3 separate regions of the Mus musculus genome follow, and all the other regions are linked to region 2. Evidence: chromatin contacts called from public Hi-C data. All regions are on one chromosome and are shown on one strand. Each heading gives the region's core, a stretch centred on a gene start, on an enhancer-like site or on the middle of the called end of the contact. The rest is flanking DNA. Distances are from core to core; before and after follow the strand shown.

Region 1 (4,023 bases), core at 1,080-3,579, 88 kb before region 2:
CTTTCTCTCTCTCTCTTTCTTTCTCTCTCTCTCTCTTTCTTTCTCTCTTTCTATTTCTTTCTCTCTTTCCCTTCCTTCCTTCCCTTCCTTCTTTTCTCCTTCTCCTTTCTCCTCCTCCTCCTCCTCTTTACTATGTATGTAGTGTTCTGTATACTGAATGTATGCCTGCATGCTGGAAGAGGGCATCGGATCCCATTATAGATGGTTGTGAGTCACCTTATAGTTGCTGAGAATTGAACTCAGGACCTCTGGGAAAGAGCAGCCAGTGCTCTTAACCTCTGAGCCATCTCTCCAGCCCCCCACCTTATTTTTTGAGACAGGGTTTCTCATTGACCCTGGAACATATCTATTTGGCTGGACTGGCTGGCCAGCAAACTCCAGGGATCCTCCTGCCTCCGTACCCCCAGTACTGCCATATCTGAATGTTTTTCACCTGGGTTCTGGGGACCTGAACTCAGATCCTTACACTTTTGTGGAAAGCACTTTGCTGAGTGAGCCAAGACATCCCCTCTCATCCCCTTGAAATGCATAGTCTCTCAAGGGAATCAGAGAGGTACACAGAAATCACAGCCCACCTTGACTGCCACTTAGTAGGTGCTGTATAAATTTAGGTTTCCTTACTTTAGTTTGCCTCTAAGAGGATATGAAGGTGGAGAGATAGCTGGGCTGATCCATTCGGGAGCCCAAGATGGCTGCTTTAGCTCTAGTTATCACATCTGAATTCCAGCCAACAGAAACTTCAGACCCACGGGGACAAACACTAACCAATTCTCTATGAACAAATAAAAAGCTGCTTCCTTGAGCATTTTGGATCCCGGGAAGGACTAGATGGGAAAAGGCAGGCAGAAGGGCAGAGCAGTGTCATTACTGCAGCTGACCCCAAGTGGCCCTCATACCTACTGCCCACAGCTCTGGCTTCCTCTGCTACTGTCTTGGCCACACACAGTCCGCCAGCTGCTGTTCTATAAAGACCCACGATGTTGTTGCTGGTACCCCATGTTTACAGTCAGTGGAGGGGAGGTCTCCCAGGGGTAAGGTGGGGCAAGGGTGGGTGTGACACAGTTGACACTGAAGTTTTCAGCCCATGACCACCTCCCCAGCTGTCCCTCTGAGCTTTGCCTGCTGCCTGGTACAGTCAGGCATCACTAATGTAAAGCAGCCATCTTTCATGACTGATGAAAAAAAGCCCCAGGACGCACCAGGCAGCTCCCAGCACATGCTGTCAACCAGCAAAGGCTTATTAGACTATTGGCCAAGAGACTGTGGACTCCAGTTACCAGGTCCATGTGGGCAGGAATGGGCCCCAACATTTCCCCTTTCCTGCCTTACAAGAGACCTGGCCTGGCTGCCACCACCCCACCTGTCTATGCCGATGATCCTTCCCATGCCCACTAGGCCCTGGGTTCCCCAGTGCCACTTGTTTCTGTAAAATGAAGCTGACAATAACCGCAGCCCCATATGGGCTGGCATGGGCAGGAGACCATGGGGATACAGGCGTGTTTGGCAGGACTGCAAATGGCTGACCAGGCTCTGGAGGTTTAGGAACACAGGCAACATTCTGGCAGAGGGCCCAGGCTCTGAGGCAGTTCCCTGGGTTTCTGGCTTGAATCTACAATGTCCTCTCAGGCTCAGGTTCATTCTCTAACTGGTGGTGTTGTGAGGCTGTGAAACCTGTGCTAGCGCCCTGTGGGTGGAGTAGGTCACTAGAAGTGGGCTTTCAATGGGACACCCAGACCCTGGCTCCTCCCTCGCCCTTTGATTTCAAGCTATCCCTCTGTGAACTGCTTCCTGTTGGACCTTTCCCTCCCTGGCAGACTGAAACCTGACTAAGCCGTGAGCGCAGATAATTCCTCGCTTAAGGTATTTCTGCCAAGGAGCAGAAAGTCACTGGTATGCTCGAGTTTGCCACTCCAGCCTCGGTTTCCACATCTGGACAGTGGATCAGTATGCCTTCCTGGGACTTTTTGTAGGGTCTCCTGACACAGGGTGGCTGTTGTCACTGCTGGTGCTATTACTGACTGTGAACTCTGTGACAGGTTCTTTGTTAAGTCCTAGACATCAGGTACATCCTCTGGGACATGGAGAGATTTGTCCTGGACAGCTTCACTCGGTGAGCCCTGCGATGGTGAAAACCCTCCACTTCCTGCAGCCTAGAGTGGGGCAGGCTGACAGGCAAACCGGCATCTTAGCCAGGGTCCCTTTATCCATCCCAGACATTGTCCACGCCTGCCACAGGGAGGACGGACAGACAGGTCTGTAGTCTCTGCTGCAAACGGAGCTGCCAGGCAAGTCCTACAGAGGGAGCCCTGCCAGCCCCTCTTCCAGCAAGCTGCCAAGGAAAGGCAGGGACACAAAGGCAATGCTAATTACCTCTAATTAGTCAGAGGAGGGAAGCACCGCTTTGCTGAGGCCCCTAATGTGATAAAGAGCTATTATTAGGCAGAGCTACAAAGCTGAGCCAAAGCCAAGGTCTTTGAGGAGGGAGAGGTCTGGGAGCAGTTAGTCTCCAGGGTGGAGAAGTGAGAGTGGTGACCTGGCTGAAGAGGAGGGGACTAATATTAGGGAGCACTCATGAGCCCAGAGCCCTAGGCCTTGCATCTTCAGTAAACATCCCATATAATGGGCCAGTGCTATATTATGTTCTTGCTTGGCCGGCACCAGGGTCTACTGCTTTGAGTGCAGCCCATGTCCTGCCCCGAAGTCCTCTGCGTGCTTTGGTTATATATGGGGGAAGTGTGGTGGTGGTGGTGGTGGCGGGACAGCTCTGACTGGTCATCTGGGGTGAAGGTGTTGAGGGGGTTTGGTAATTTGAGGACTCTAGGGGTTTGGATCCAGCCCTGTGAATTGCTTGTTAGGAGACAGGAAGTTTTCTAACCCTTGATTTCCTCATCTGTAAATGAGGTAGAACAGTCCCTGCCTGGAGGGTAGCTTGAGGATTATAGCCACCAGGGAACGGCTGGGATTGAGCTCAGCTCGCAAGAGGCAGGTATGTGCAGGTACCATCTCCAAGTGCTGGAGTGACCTGGTGCCCCTCATACACAGGCCAATGGGACAGACCAAGACTCACCACGGAGGTCAGGTCCACATTCTCCATCCTCCGGTCCTGCAGCAGCACAGGCTGGAGGCCGGCGACGCGGAGCTGCACGGAAGATGTGCGGTACACGAAGCTCAGCAGCCAGTCTCCCCTACAGGCAGAAAGAGGGGCCATCAGCCTGAGCCCGGGCAGGTTGGGCCTTTGACCCGTGGGCAACTGACCAACTGGGCATAGTTACTACACAGACTGGGTTGGCCTCAAACTCACAATCCTTCCATGTCAGCCTCCAAGTGCTAGGATGGCATGTGGGCACCAGAGTGGTCTCTAGATGCTCTCAGGGCTCTGGCCTCCAGCTGGTACCTCCTCCTTCCCCTCCAGAGATGAATCCCTTTACAAGGGAACCTTGCTCTTTTCCTGTAGGCTCATCCATCACAGGCCCTTTATTGACTGTCCCTCCCTGGCCTTCAGCTGTCACCCAGGGCCTCTGGTCTCTGAGCTCTGCAGGGTGCTTGCCTAGTATACACAAACCCTGCTTTTGTTCCTTAGCACTGTGTAAGTCAGAATCGGAGGGTGCCTGTCTGTGCATCACGACGCCCGCCCGGGAGGTGGAAGCAGAGGATCTTTGGCTATATAGAGAGTTCAAAGCCAGCCTGAGCTATATCAGAGCCTGCCTCAACAAAATAAAGGTCACCACTCATCCCTGTAGCCTGCCCTTTGACTCTGAGCTTGGAGTGTCACCTCCAGGTCACTTGGTGATCATCCTATGTGTTTGCATGTGCCTTATCCACAACCTTTGGGCCCTGTGGCAGTTGAGAACTCATGAGGTTTGAAGTTTTTACAGCTAACCAGCCTGTGGGCTCCCTGATTCAGGACTGTCTCGTGAGGCTTGGGGTGGGGGCTGCTTTTTGGGGGCTTGGGGATTTAACTCAGAATGGAACTCTTAGGGCCTCTCTACAAATGCCAAATGGGGCTGCTCTCCCACTCCCCTC
Region 2 (4,472 bases), core at 166-2,665:
GGAAGGTTTGGGATCAGTGTAGCAAGCAACCCTGGGGAAAACCTGGCAGTATCCCCTTGGGCTCTGGCACCCCAGGAGGGAAAGTGGGCAATGGCTAGAGATGGTCACAAACTTCCCAGGACACAAAACATCAAAGCCCAAATTTAAAAAAAATGAAGCCAGCTACATGGATTACAAAAGAGACCTGGTTCTATTTGCTTTGTAGTAAGGCCAATGTCCCAATATGTGTACAAAGGGATATATACAAAACTTAGGAGCTCTGGAATAGGGGTAGGGACCCCACCACCCTTGAGTCACTCATTCAGGGGGTGTCTCCTCTCTTTCCCCCTTTCCTTCCTATGCTACACAGGAACAGGCAGGTGCGATCCCACTGTTCCAGCACAGAATCCTTGATCCAACATGGCCAGTCTGGCTTTGACACGCAAGTCCAGTTCGAATGTGATTTTGAAAGGCGGCCCCTAGCCCCTTACCCATGCAGACTGTGAGGTCTGGGGGAGGAGGGAACCTTGGCAGCACTGGGCCTGTAGGGATCCAGAGTTCTCAGGCAATAGAAGTGATCTGGGTTTGCTTTTGCTCTCTGCAGAACAGAGTCCTGGGGCAAAGCCAGTTGCTGTTCTGGCTCTGGGGGTGACAGCAGAATAGGGTGGACATCAGGAGAGCCAGAGCAATGACAAAGGCCAACACCCACCGGATGACACCCGGGTAGATGAAAGGCAGGATAAGGACAATGACAAGAGCCAACAAGAGCAAGTGTACAGCCAGGCGCCGGGCAGCTACACGGTTGACACTTACAGTGTCCTGTTCTTCTTCTCCTGTCCAGTTGGCTGGCCGAGTTGCTGAAGCGGCAGAACCCACTAGCCTCTGAGGACATAGGCGCACCTCTGGGCATGGCAGGGCCAGACGCCCCACCATCGCCTCCTGGTCTCGCAAGCTGCAGATGAGGCCTCCCGGGACAGCAGTGACCTTTCGGCACAGCGGACAGGGGATGGACCAGGTGTCTTCCTGCACATATAGCAGAAGCTTCAGGCATACGGCACAGAAGGTGTGCTGACAGCTAAGCAGCTTGGGGGACCGAGCACAGTTGTAGGGCTCTCGGCACACCAAGCATTCCAGGTCACCCTCCACAGAGATGCTGAGCCGCCCGGTGGGCCCCAAGGCAATGATGGTGCTGGTGGTGGTGGTACCCGCTGGGATAGGCTGTGGGGCCTCAGTGCAGGACATTCTGGGTACAGAGGTGGAGGGACAAGGCTGATCCGCGCACGGGCATCCGCATGCGACATCCACCGGAGCTGCCAGGACTTGCATGGGTTCCGGTCCTGTGGGGACGCTTCCAGTCTCCCTTCTGCTCTCTGCGGGTACCTGCTGACAACCGATGTCTGGCATCTTGCTCCCTTGGTTGCCCTGCTTGTTTCTCCGCTTATGTTGGTCCTTCAGTTATTATTATTTCTTTACTCGAAACCCAGGGTTAATCAGTAACTTGGAGACCTGGAGACTTTGAATTACCTGATAGAAGGGCCAAAGTGGGTGGAGTCTCATGAATCAGGACTTTCCTGTTGGGGCCATGCCTGGTGAGTGTCTACATGACAACCGACAGGGACGCTGTCTCTACTACTACGCTCTGGAGCGCACCAGTGACACCCCATCCCCACCTCCACCTCCACCCCTGGCCAATCAAAGCCCTGGTGTAGGGAAATGAGCAGAAACCCCACAACCCTTTAGAAATTACATTTATTCTCTGTGTGTGCCGGTGTAGGCATGTGACACATGTCTTCATGGTCCACATGTGGCGGTCAAGGGACTTGAAAGAGTCAGTTCTCTTGTGTAACGAGGGGGGTTCTGCGGGGTAGAACTTAGGGTGTCACAATTGCTGGCATACTTGCTGAGACATCTCATCAGCCTTTAAAAATGCAGAGTACCAGGCTCCGAGGCACAGAGGGGTAGATGTGTCAGGCCCGGATGGGGTGTAAACAACTGTAAAGCTCTCCAACATCTCTGTGGTCCTGATGAGGGTGACTGGGAAGCATCCCTCTGAGAAAGGCCTCCAGACCTTCTAGATTTCAGACTCAATGCAGAAGAGAGTGTTTGTGCCTTGAAAACATGGGCAAATGGGTGGCATTAGGAAAAAAGAGAAAGAGAGATTGGGCGAAGTGTTGGGGACAGGAAAGTCTGAACAGAAAACCGAAACTAACAAGCACACATTGGCCCATTCAGTTTCTTGTCATCCTCACAGCTGCATTAGCAGCTTCCGGTTCCCAGGTATTTATCTCTCCTGTCAGTGCACCGCGGGAACAGACCCCTGGCTCTAGGCACCCAGGCATAAGCATAAACTGCTGTTATTTGGGTCTTCTAAGAGCCAGCTCTCCCGGCCTGGGTCCTCACCTGTGGTCTCCTAGAATGCCAGCTCTGTAAGAAAGGTCTGGGCACAGGGGCAGGGTGTTGGCTTGTTGGCTGCCTGCCAAGGGGCCTACCACAGGGGCAGGATCTTGCCATGTCCAAGGTCTGGTTCCCAGTCTCGTGGAACTCAGCCATGTCAATCCATGAAGATTCTATTGGCCTCTGGGTGGCTGGCTTAAGCTGGTAGGACTCCATGTGGCATGGTAGAGGGGACGAAGTGTGGCAGTCATGAAATTCTGTCCCCCTCACCATGCCTGGAATGAGAGAGCTGGGATGGGGGCTAGAGAGATGGCTCAGCAGTTAAGAGGACTGACTGCTCTTCCAGAGGTTCTGAGTTCAATTCCCAGCAACCACATGGTAGCTCACAACCATCTGTAATGGGGTCTGTGATAATGGTGTTCCCTTATTTCCCTTATAATATATATATATATATAGAGAGAGAGAGAGAGAGAGCAAGCTGGGATAGATGTCCCTTCCCTCACAACAAACAACAACAACAACAAAAAACAAGAACAACAACTAGCACCACAGTGAATCCAGAGATGGCTTGTCAGTGGCTACTGGTGTCAAGCTTCTTGGGTTAAACCCTTCCCTCTACCCCGAGGGGCTGTGCCTGCCACAGGTTCAGTCTATGTGTGTGGAGCCTCCAGCAGGCAGAGGCTGCCTGTTCTTGCTTTGTTCCCCCCTCAGGGTCCCCTCACTCTGGATCCCAGCCCCAGTTTCCATTCTTTCTGCCTTAGGCTGGGTCAGCGGGGATTTCTTTCTACCCCAGTTTCTACCAGGTTCGTAGAAAGGCTCCTGGCCGTAGCCCTGGGTGTCTGTGTACAGAATGTTTTCAGATGACAGTGGCCTGTCTTCACTTTGAGTGATCACTGCTGCCCCCAAACCCTCTTATATTGGTCTGAGGGAGATGCGGTGGTGGGCAGGTTCCTAGAGAGGTAGGGGAATGGGGACAGGATGGGGGACACGTCATGGGATTCAGGGTGGAGACTGACTGATGGTGTGAGATTCCATCTGGCTGGCTGCAATTATTGGTTCTGGTCTAGCACATGATTTAAGCAACACCAATGAGATTGGACTCTGGGGCTTCTATGGGAACGTGTGTGTGTGTGTGTGTGTGTGTGTGTGTGTGTGTGTGTGTGTGTGTGTGTTGCAGTGGGGGCTGGGGGGGGCGGTGATGGTTTTCTCCTGGGTTTCCAAGCTTAAGGATGAAACCCTGTGTGTGATGGTTTGTATATTCTTGGACCAGGGAGTGGCACTATTTGGAGGTGTGGTCTTGTTGGAATAGGTGTGACCTTGAAGTAGGTGTGTCATTGTGGGTGTGGGCTTTAAGACCCTCACCCTAGTTGCCTGGAAGTCAGTCTTCCACTAGCAGCCTTTAGATGAAGACATGGAACTCTCAGCTCTGCCTGCGCCCTGCCTGCCTGGATACTGCCGTGCTCCCACCTTGATGATAATGGACTGAACCTCTGAACCTGTAAGCCAGCCCCGAAGTAAATGTTGTTTTTTATAAGACTTGCCTTGGTCATGGTGTCTGTTCACAGCAATAAAACCCTAACTAAGACACCGTGCAAGGGGACAAGGCCACAGTGTACAAAGAACTTGCCGAGAAATAAGGTCAAGCTGTGGGACGATCTTTTTGTACCTGGATCCAGCCATGCCTGAAGCTAGAAATTTATCTGCAGATTTTTCAGTTATATTAATTTATGAAATGTGCTTTTCTTTTTTCTTAGTGCTGGGGCTCAAAACCAAGGCCTCATGTGCCTGGATTGTACCTAGCCCCCCACCCATCCCCCCAGTTCACAGTAAGTCAAGTCAAATTGGATTCCTGTTTCCTGCAAGTGAGAAACATCTGGACAATACCCTAGTAGCTGGGGGAAAGCAGCCTTGGCTCTCTGAGTGGGTGAGATTCCATAAGCTAGCACATACACAGCCCAGGGTGACACAGTGTGTCACTGTAAGACACTAGCTTCTCCTGTCTTAGTCTTATGTATTGTTCCTTTCTGTTCACTGGGTCTAGGGAGGGTTGAGGGGGTGGGAGGAGAAGCTTGTTCAGCCACATGCATTTATTATATAAT
Region 3 (4,407 bases), core at 1,124-3,623, 98 kb after region 2:
GCCAATTTTTCTAAGTTTCCTAGCCCTGCCCACCCTTTAAAGAATCACATTGACCCTACTCAGCAGGAAGAAGCCGTGGAAAGTCATCGTTCAGACCCCTTGGGTTTGGGCGTCTGATTATGGTGATTTTACAAATTATGGATAGATTGTCATTTTAAGAGATAATTTGGAAATGGTCATAATTTTGAACAGGGAGAAAGTAGATGGGATGGATTACTAATTTTACTCTTGAACAAAACATTGTGTAGCCATAATCTTACATCAATAGAAATCTTTGTAATTGATGAAAAATTGAAGTTATAATTTCTTACATTGGTACAGAATTCATATATTGATATAGAGCTAAGGTTTTCATTGGTATAAGTCTGTATATTGATACAAAATTTAAAATTAATTTTGTTACTCTTAGATAGACGTTGTGCCTATACAACAAGAATTTAACATTTAAGAATACAAGGCTTAGATCCAGTCCTTCTAAAAGCTGTTTAGGATGATTAAGTAACACAAGTTAAGGGCCAGATAGTAAACTCATGGTTATGTTGGATTCTGATTTAATTATAATAAAGTGTTTTCAATTTACTCAAATAGAAAAGGCTAAGAATAGTTAAAGTTTAACAGTTCAGATATACTTTACATAGATCGTCTTAAAAAACATCAGAAATCCACAGAATGTGACATTTAATATTATTACATCATTAAGGATCACTTGACAAGACATGTCATCCTAACAGCTTCCCCATTCTCTTCCAAAGAAGAAATTGAGCATCAAAATCTCCATAAAGTAATGGCAAGGCAGATAAAATATTGTCCAAAGAAGACAAACAGATGTCGGATAGTTGACTGCTACGCTCTGCCAAGACAGGGTAAGCTAGTCCTTCATATTCCTGCTTCATTTCAAGGTCTGCCAGATGGCTCTGGGCCAGAAAACTGAAGACTGATGCGCAGACATTTTGAGAAATAGGGGACTGTCCTGGCAGTCCGCTGTCCTACAATTTGTTTAAGTTTTGGAAACTATGTTTTGTGCTTCCTAAATATTCAGGTAATATTTAATTTGTGCTCGTATTTCTGATGGGGTTGACGGCTAGTTATAGTCTCATGATCAAACTCAAGTTGTTTAGCATTGAGAGAAATGATATAGCGTTAAAAGGATGGTTTCCAGATGGTAATACAGACGAAAATCAGGACATAATCAGGTATAGAATTATAAGCGCTTTAGTTAGGATAGGTGGTAGAGTACTTTACCTAATTGACAAATATGATGGACTGGATGTTAATTGTATAGCATACGTTGTAATTTACACAATTGTTATGGTTATGTTCAATTTGTGTCTGAGAGAAGAACCTCCTCGTTCTGATTTGGACAGAAAAGGTGAAATGTTGGGGATTGGTTCTAATGCCTTGAATTAATCTGGCTCCCCAAATCAGGAATCTGTGTGTCCAAATGCTGAAGGTCCCTGTCCCCAGTTGGTTTTTGATTGATCAATAAAGAGCCAATGGCCATTGGTTGGGCAGGTAGACTGAGGCAGGACTTGGAGATTTGTGTGGGTTAGGAACTAGGAGAGAGGATGGGACAGAGATCACCATGACAGGGAAGAAGAAAGAACAGATCCAAAGGCCTGCCAACATGTGAGAATCAGGCCATGGGCCACTTCCTGGATTGGGTCTGGGTTAGCAGAGATGAAATCTAGATTTTGAAAGATGTTAACTCAGGAGAACCAGATGGGAGTGTTTGCTAGCAGGGGAAGATTTAAGAATGCCCAATCATTAAGCTAGTTATGGCATATCAAAATTAACTGGTCTCTCTCTCTCTCTCTCTCTGTGTGTGTGTGTGTGTGTGTGTGTGTGTGTGTGTGTGTGTGTGTTATTTGTGAATCCAGAGGGCTTTGGCAGGTGGCTGGGAGCGCTACCTGCTGGGAGCACAGAGTGATTAGCTAAATCACTGCCTCAAGAGACCACCATCCTGACTTAGATGATTACAGAGATCATCATTTTTATTCTTATTTTTCTTAGGGAGTTTATTTTTAATTATATGCATACATATGTTTATGTATGCGTGCGTGCGTGCGTGCGTGCATGCGTGCGTGTGTGTGTGTAGGATTTATATACATGGATGCAGTGCCCGTGGAAGCCAGAAAATGGCATCAGAGCCCCAGGAGCTAGGATTATTGGGGTTGTGAGCTGCTTGATACGGGTGGGAACCCAACTCAGGGACTCTGCAAGAACTGCAAACTCGCGTAACCTCTGACCCGCACAGTCACCAGCACAGGCTTGCCTGCTTCCCGAGCAGCATTTTCTCTCTTGGTGAGTGACAGGCCTTAGGTTAGTGCTCAAGGGAGGGGATAATGACCCGCCCTTGTTCCTAACCTAAAAGCTTCCTGCCAGATGGCGATCTTATGATCTTCCTGACAGTTCAGAAAGTCAAGTCTCCACCCAGCCAGAGATGCAGACAGCTCAGATCCCATTCTTCTGATTTAAAAAAAAAAAAACCTAAAAACCAAATTAAAAAAAAAAACCCAATCATGTCACAGAACAGATTTAAATGAATTAAAGAAACACAAAAATTTAAGAAGCACATAAAAAAAAAAGCCATGCGTGGAGCTGGGCAGTGGCTGAGCCTGACTGCTGAACAAGCGAGAGGAGCAGAGTTCGCATCCCTAGCCTTCTCCTCTAAGCAGGTGTGGAGGCATGTGTCTGTAACCCCAGCACCGGGTGTGGGGGAGGGGACACGGGTGGACTCCAGGGCTGGCTGTGTAGCCAGTCTAGCTGAACCAGTGAGCTCCAGGTTCAGTGAGGGGCCCTGTCTCTGAAACTCAGGTGGAAGAGCTTTTGAAGAAAACATCTTGACATCAACTCTGGCCTCTACGTGTGCTGGCACAGGTATGTGTGTGCATGCATGTGTGTGTATGTGTGTGTGTACATGTGCATGTGTGCATGCATGAGTGTGTGCGCATCTGTGCATGTGTACATGCACGTGTGTATGTGCACATGCGTGCACGTGTGTGTGCCTGTGTATGTGCACATGTGTACATGTATGTGCATGTGCACATGTGTGCATGTGTGTATGTGCACATGTGTGCATGTGTGTATGTGCACATGTGTGCATGCACAAAGAGTTAGGCTTTAATAGAATGGTATGTTCTTCCTTTAATCATTCTCAGCAAAGCCCGACTACCTCCATTTTCTTCCCTCGTGTCCAGTCTGTAATCGGGAGCTGCCCTTTCACATAGAATTTTTAATTTAAATTTCAGAGTCGCTGTCATGAGCGTGGTCTACCAGAAACGTAGACGGACAGACCTGTGTCTTCCATAATGCCTGAGTTTATTGAATGGCTACAGATCCACAGGTCCTGTCTGTTTCACTGACTGCAGTTGACCGAGTAGTTCCAATTTCCCTAGAAAGCACGGCTGTTGGTAACCACAGCTTCTTTCATTACCATCCTAGTTGTTAGTCCTAACTCAGAACTCACAGTACATGCTACACAGGTGAATATGTGTATTATGTGCATGTATGCATTAATAGATACATTGCATGTGTGCTCTCTATACACAATACATGCTACATGTACATATATGTTACAGAATGGCTATGAACAGGGCTAAAGAGGCACCAGCAGTCAGAGTGTAAAGAGGCCTTACTGGAGGCAGAGGAGGACAGCTGACAGAGGTGCCACGTCGCTGCAGGAGGATAACAGGCATGCAACAGTTCCCAAAGAACTGTTGGGAGAGAGGCAGAGATGACCTGGCAGTCCCAAGTTGCTGGGTCTGACACAACCACAGGGTGGTGTTCATCCTAACTGCAGAGGCATGCAAGTGAGGTTCAGGCTGGTGGATAAAGGGATAGATGGATGGGTGTACAGATGGTTGTCGGATTGGGCCTTATCAGACATCGGGGAGCCACTCCTCGTGCTGAGCCAAAGCCCCTGAGATGGTTGGGCACTCCCTGTCTATTGGTCCTTTGACACGCACACGCTAGGTAGCTGGAGAACAGGTTTGCGGGACCACTGATATTTCAGTATTAGGTATTCTTCTTATGGAGCCCAGAAGAAAATGCCATGGCCTCTGTTATTTTGGTGTGTTTGGTCAGTTTCTCATTTGGGTTTAAACATTCACACATTGACCTGTAAGTATGTTTTTAATTTTTGGGAACAAGTTATTATCTGTCTGTGTCTCCTGGCTGGTGCTGGACAGGGTGGTGTCTGCATGCACATTGATACGGTCTCCTGTCTCTGTATTCTTGATCAAAATGGAACTAAATGATGCTTGTTGTGTAAATGGAGTCACCCAGGGCAAAATACTCCCCCAATAGCTGCTGTTTCACCCCACATGGAGGAACTTAGAACAGGACCCTGCTGTGTCTCGGCAGAGGGCAACAGTGATGTGTCCTCCCTTGACATGGCAAGGCCATCTA

The links. Hi-C and Micro-C count contacts between places; a contact is called where the count stands out from the background.
Region 1: a Hi-C map of the N1E-115 cell line shows a contact between it and region 2, with 2.8 times the contacts expected there. The contact joins the enhancer-like site here to the promoter of Rnf186 in region 2. A contact is called at or near these places in 3 of 39 promoter capture datasets (the 3T3-L1 cell line, frontonasal cranial neural crest and macrophages), 2 of 484 Hi-C or Micro-C datasets (the N1E-115 cell line and forebrain), 6 of 115 datasets of contacts at active chromatin or transcription factors (bone marrow-derived macrophages, embryonic forebrain and embryonic stem cells) and 3 of 9 other capture datasets (liver, macrophages and pancreatic islet).
Region 3: a Hi-C map of the N1E-115 cell line shows a contact between it and region 2, with 4 times the contacts expected there. The contact joins the enhancer-like site here to the promoter of Rnf186 in region 2. A contact is called at or near these places in 11 of 39 promoter capture datasets (the HPC-7 cell line, cranial neural crest, embryonic stem cells and 7 more), 2 of 484 Hi-C or Micro-C datasets (the N1E-115 cell line and embryonic stem cells), 3 of 115 datasets of contacts at active chromatin or transcription factors (all in embryonic stem cells) and 2 of 9 other capture datasets (adipose tissue and liver).

The regions. Positions count from the first base shown.
Region 1 is chr4:139,053,062-139,057,084 of GRCm38.p6, reverse strand. It overlaps Tmco4 (transmembrane and coiled-coil domains 4), which reads right to left. Exons shown (of 17, transcript NM_029857.3): 16 at 3,068-3,185. Among named protein-coding and RNA genes, the nearest start is that of Htr6, 20 kb to the left of the region's middle. Within about 2 kb of position 2,329, at least 23 of the 459 cell types and tissues checked have an H3K27ac peak or open chromatin away from gene starts, as enhancers often do. A contact at or near this core is called in the N1E-115 cell line, where this site is marked.
Region 2 is chr4:138,964,062-138,968,533 of GRCm38.p6, reverse strand. Rnf186 (ring finger protein 186) reads right to left here and starts at 1,415. Exons shown (of 1, transcript NM_025786.4): 1 at 169-1,415. The coding sequence starts at 1,221. The coding sequence ends at 541. It overlaps Gm42333 (a long non-coding RNA gene), which reads left to right and starts at 3,853. Exons shown (of 3, transcript XR_881524.1): 1 at 3,853-3,871; 2 at 4,128-4,472.
Region 3 is chr4:138,866,742-138,871,148 of GRCm38.p6, reverse strand. It overlaps Gm32930 (a long non-coding RNA gene), which reads right to left. Exons shown (of 5, transcript XR_881523.3): 5 at 2,523-4,407. Gm13030 (predicted gene 13030) reads left to right here. Exons shown (of 3, transcript NM_001308487.1): 3 at 1-157. Among named protein-coding and RNA genes, the nearest start is that of Gm13030, 5.0 kb to the left of the region's middle. Within about 2 kb of position 2,373, at least 2 of the 459 cell types and tissues checked have an H3K27ac peak or open chromatin away from gene starts, as enhancers often do. A contact at or near this core is called in the N1E-115 cell line, where this site is marked.